2 separate regions of the Sus scrofa genome follow, and region 2 is linked to region 1. Evidence: chromatin contacts called from public Hi-C data. All regions are on one chromosome and are shown on one strand. Each heading gives the region's core, a stretch centred on a gene start, on an enhancer-like site or on the middle of the called end of the contact. The rest is flanking DNA. Distances are from core to core; before and after follow the strand shown. Region 1 has its middle 320 kb from the start of PDE3A. Region 2 has its middle 440 kb from the start of PDE3A.

Evidence for each region. Hi-C and Micro-C count contacts between places; a contact is called where the count stands out from the background.
Region 2: a contact with region 1 is called in a Hi-C map of liver, with 2.4 times the contacts expected there. The contact joins two enhancer-like sites. A contact is called at or near these places in 1 of 5 promoter capture datasets (liver) and 6 of 47 Hi-C or Micro-C datasets (fetal liver, heart right ventricle, liver and 1 more).

What each region holds. Positions count from the first base shown.
Region 1 is chr5:53,060,292-53,062,991 of Sscrofa11.1, reverse strand. No RefSeq gene overlaps it. Among named protein-coding and RNA genes, the nearest start is that of PDE3A, 320 kb to the right of the region's middle. Within about 2 kb of position 1,276, at least 5 of the 83 cell types and tissues checked have an H3K27ac peak or open chromatin away from gene starts, as enhancers often do. A contact at or near this core is called in liver, where this site is marked.
Region 2 is chr5:53,171,629-53,174,328 of Sscrofa11.1, reverse strand. No RefSeq gene overlaps it. Among named protein-coding and RNA genes, the nearest start is that of PDE3A, 440 kb to the right of the region's middle. Within about 2 kb of position 1,353, at least 8 of the 83 cell types and tissues checked have an H3K27ac peak or open chromatin away from gene starts, as enhancers often do. A contact at or near this core is called in liver, where this site is marked.

The DNA of each region.
Region 1 (2,700 bases), core at 27-2,526:
ACTTGGCTATGGGTGGGGGCTTGTAACCCCTGTATTATTTAAGGGTCACCTGTATACAGCTGTGTTTAGGGGGCCTTAGGACATGAATTATTCAGAAGAACTGACTCTTCCAGTTAGCTAAGGATACCTCTTTAAAAACAGCTTTCCTTTTTTTTTTTTTTTTTTTTTTCTCTTTTGGACAAAAATATAAAACATATTGTGTATTTCCTACTGTTGTTTTAAGCTAACATTTTTTGGTGATCATGATTTGTCTTTCACTGAACTAAGCATACCCCTTGCATGGTCATGTAATTCCCACTCCCAACCTATGAGGTAATACGTTTACCATTATTTTACCAAAGATGGTAAAGGTTTAAAGAAGCCAGGGAAGTTGGTCAAGTTCTCATAACTAGTAAGAAGGAATGAAGCCAGGATTAAAACAGGTATTCTGACCACCCCTCTCCCAAACTCGTCTCATCACCTCCCTGCATTGTTTCTCTGAATAGTTTAAGTCTTTGTGGTGACTTTTACCCTCTAAAATTAAATATTGAGTTGACCTGTGTTATAACAATGGTGGGGTCATCTGGGCTTAAGATCACAATACTACAATGCATATAAGTGTGTGTGACATATACATTGTAATATTGTTCTCTTTAGACACTGAATATAGGCACAAACAGTCACCATTTGTACCTGTATTCAGTGGCCCAAGACTATAATGCTTTTTGGGTTCATGACACCTGCATTTTTCTTTTCTATGCCCTCTTTTACTGAGCACATATGCTTTTGTTGTAGAAAGCCTCTGGTTTGCAGAGTTAGAGAGATGTATTCATTTCCAGCTCTGATACATACCTGCAGTGTGATCTCACTTTCTTCATCTGTAAAATGGGCATAGTATTGCCTGCTTTGAAGAGGATGAAAGGAGACAGTGTAGCTAAGCATCTGACACCATGACTGGCAGGCAGTAAGTTTTCAACCAATGCTACACTGTTATTCTAGCCTATCACTGCTGTCAGGTGGCTAACCATCATTTCTCCCTGCTATCAGTGTTCCTGTTATATCTGGCTCTTCCACTCCTCTGTAGAGTCTAATCTGCTGGGGTTTGGCAAACAGTTCCTGTATTGGTAACATAGCAGAATGGGCTTGTGCAAGATATTGGCACTGAGATGAGGGTGCAAAGTCAAGCCAGGAACAAAACAGGGGTGGACATGCTGACAAAACATGGACAACCTTCCAAAGCACAGTGCATGCAGTTGAAACAGAATCAGGGACGTGACTGGGGCCAGATATTAGGGTAGCACAGAGATACCCATGGGAAAGCCAAAGTCCACGACTCAGTCTGGGGTCACAAGCTGACAGGAGCCAAGCAGAAGATAAAGCACAGAGGCATGGGGCAGACAGGCCTGACTGGGAGTACTTCTTGTAGCCTGCAGTTTGTGCTAATGCTCCTTTGGAAGGCCTGGAGCTTTTCCACAATAGACTCTGATCTTTTTTATAGATACAACTCACCAAGACAAGCATCTCTTAATCAGAATGTGAAATTTTTAGATCTGAAATTAAAGTACATAGATACTGAGTCAAGATTTAAGGAATATTTAAGTAAGATAAATAAAAAGAAATTTTAATGTGTCCATTTAGTTTGACTAACTTTGATCTCTTATTTACCAGTAAGGTGTTAACTAAGTCACAGATAAATGAGGTTTCTTAGTCGCATAATGTATGAATTGGGTTGCCATTAAAATATAGGATGCCCAGATAAACTTGAATTTCAGAAAAATAATGGATTTTTTTAAAGAATAAGTATAGGCCAAATATTACATGGGGCATATTTATGCCAAGAGATTATTCATTACTTATGTGAAATTAAAATTTAACTGGGAATCTTGTTTTTTTTTTTAACTTTTGTTCAATCTAGAAACCATATATATGTGTGACCACAATAACATAAATAGTAGTTAAATAAGTACTTCCAGGAATAGAAACAGTGATATATATGTTTCCAAAAAAAGGGAACTCTTATTTTTTTCAGTGATGTATCTTTATGGATATTGTTTTCCTCTCACAACTGATAAATGAGGTACAACAGGAGTTCCCTTGTGCCACAGCAAGTTAAGTATCTGGCATTGTCACTTCAGCAGCTTGGGTTGCTGCTATGGCGAGGGTTTGATCCTTGGTATGGGAGCTTGATATGAAGGATCAACTTACCAATCATGAAGCTTGAGTTCAAAATATTCTTTTCTAATAGTTTGTAAATAGCAGAACTAGAATTCGAACTCAGGTCTGTTTGGCCCTACAGCCTTAAATAACCCGCACACTCTTTTTATTACTTTAAATCCAGACACATAGTCTGAGTCTCTGGCCAAGAAGGTAAATACATGTGTACTAGTTTTCTGTGATATTTGAATATTTGGATTCTGGCCTCCATCATCCTTCATTACACCTGATGATGTACTCACAAAATGCCGCCATTTTATCTGTGTGTTTCCTTTGATCAAAAAGAGAAAACCCATTTCTGATTGCTTACATTCAGACTGGTATGTTGCTGGGCTTTCTTAGCAGGTGCTCCTTTTCCTGTGCATTTGAGGCCGTGTCCAGGTGACTCAGAGAAATCCTTCCAACCACCCCATGTTGATGGGTCCCTGTAATACTTCATAGCAACAATCTCACTCTCTTATTCATTTTTGTTAATAACCTAGCCTAGCAAACTCTGCTGGGCAAACA
Region 2 (2,700 bases), core at 104-2,603, 110 kb before region 1:
CCCTTTCAACTTATAAATTCTGATTTTCTTTTGTTTTAAAGTGAAGCATGGTTAATTTACAATATTGTGTTAGTTTCAAGTGTATGGCAAAGTGATTCAGTTACACATACATTCTTTTTCAGGTTATTTTCCATTATAGGTTATTACAAGAAGTTGAGTGGAGTTCCTTGTGCTATACAGTAGGTCTTTGTTGTTTATCTATTTTATATCGAGTAGTGTGGTCCTAGTTTATCTCCTCCTTGACCCTGCCATTCGCCTGCCCACTACTGTCCATTTTGGTAACCATGAGTTTGTTTTCCATGTTGAATATATATTCTTATTTGACTTGTTGCTCCTTTGGTCCTGGATCCTGACTTCTGAGTCCTTGTCCCTGTCCTCTTGGCTTGGAGCCTAAGATACCAGTGGGTAAATATTTAAAGGATGATTTGAGGTTTGTATTTTGAAAAGATCAGTATTGCTGTATTGTGGAGATTAGATAGTAGGCTGGAAAGGGAAAATTCAGGAAAACCAGTTAGGAGGCTATTTTTACTATGCATGTGTACACATGAGAGAAAAGAAAGATGCTGTACATGGCTGGTGGAGCTGGATAGATGATGAAGCAAATAGAGGAAGGAATCATTTGGAGAAGACCTTGAATTTTGTATTGGGCATGTTGTTTCGAGGTGTTTTCAGAATTTTGTAGGTGTCAAACTGCTTAATAGTAGTGCTTGATGCTCAGAGATCAGCTTATGGCAGGTGCTTATAATACAAGAGTTCCCCTGTCAGTGCTATTTTTTTTGCATTGAGAGGACACTTTTTAGTAGTGGTGTGCAATTATGGCTACTCTCCTTTGGGACTTAAATATCTCTTCTAAAATTTAAAATATTTTCATTATAAAAATACTGGTGCTTGAAGGGAATTTTTCCTTTGACTTAGTCCTTATTTTATATTTTTTTGAGTGGTAAAAATAAGAAAATTAATTACAAGAGCCTGTTATAATTAGGAGTAATCCAAGATTGTGATTAAATGAAGCTTAATTAGTAAGGAAAAGAGAAGCTTTTAGAAGTTGGGCTTCACAAATTAGGCATTTAATCTAGAGCTGTATTTATTTCATCAAGTTGAATCTCTTCCTCATAACACAAATTCAGTAAGTGAGAAGCATAAATAATGGTGAATAAACAACAAGATATTGTGCCTCTAAAGCATGCAGCAGAATTTTCCTGCTGTTATTGATTGCCTCTCTGTCAGGAATGCTAATCTTTTACAGATCCAGAGCCCACAGTTTCTGATGACGCAGTTTGAAGATACACAAATAAACCTGCACTGAACCCAAGGAAATCAATTGCCCAGAGGTAGCTCCTGATTGGCAAACAGCAAGAACATTCTAATATTTGTTGCCAACAATTAGTCACGTGACTCCTTTTATGGGTAGCTACCTGGTGCTATGGCATGAATGTTTTATTCAGGATACGCTCACTCTACAGAAAAGATTTTAAGAATGAAGTAAGATTGATGAAGTGCTGGGTAAGACAATGGTGACAAGGATAAATTTGTCACATGAGTCTGTTTAAGTTAGCACTCTCTGTAATGAATAGGTTGATTTCAGGAGCCCCTCTTTAATAATGCCATCTTCGTTCATCACATCTTTCATCCACTCTCCTGCAAAATGTTTCCTCATGCTGGAACAAGTCTCTCTGGTGCAATGATCTTTTTTCACTAATGTCACCAAGAAATGATTTTCGGCATGCCCTCTGGAAGTGCATATATTGTCCTTTCTCTTCTGCTTTCCCTACTATTCCAGGGCTACAGAACCCTGCTGCTGTTTACAAAAGGCAGAGATAGCTTTGACAAAGACAACCAGGATGATGAATGGAATTTAATTTATGCAACATTCATGTAGGGCGAGTCCTCTGGGTAAATCATCATAGTAGCACTTCCCCCTCCTTGTTCGTGATATGTTCTGCTTGGCTGCCTCAGCTCTCTCTGAGAAGCTTGGCACTTAAGGTTATGTAAGCATTGCATGGATGTTCAAATATTCATCACAAGAATGGCACATGAAAAGCAAAAGAAAACAAAAACGGAAAGAGGAGTCTGGGGTAAATATCTACCCAGGTGAGCTAGGAGAAACTGAAGAATTAAAAAGAATTTGGAGACCTAATTTGGAATTAGGGATTTACTCCCAGAGGGGATTAATAAAATGGATTTGGGCCATGTGTAAAGTGCTGGAGTGCTATCGATTGGCCTTTAGCCCAAATTGATTTCAGCTCCTCCCTCCTGCTACTCAATAAAGCAAAATAAAATTATGTTATTTCATCTTAAAAAAATAACAATTTTGTCCCTTTATAAAAATTTAGCTAATTATTGTCACTTGACCTATATATATTTTTTCTTACAGAGATGTCCACTCATTCACATGGTAAATTGCTAACTATCCAAGAAGGTTTGGCCAGTGGTAAGAATCAGAGCAGATAGAAAATGCCCAGCTGTGAGTACTAAAGAATTATTGAATAATTTGGGCCTATCTGAGGAGATAATTTAGGATAAAGAATCTATTTTACTCATTTTTCAATGAGAAAAATATTCTAGCTATGAGATGAAGCCCTTTGCAAACCAGCAAATAAATAAAGGACTTTACTGTTATACTCTGTATGCATTAATTTCACTTATAATTAAAGTCACCAAAGAATCATCAATTCAATGAAGGATGATAAATGCCTAGGT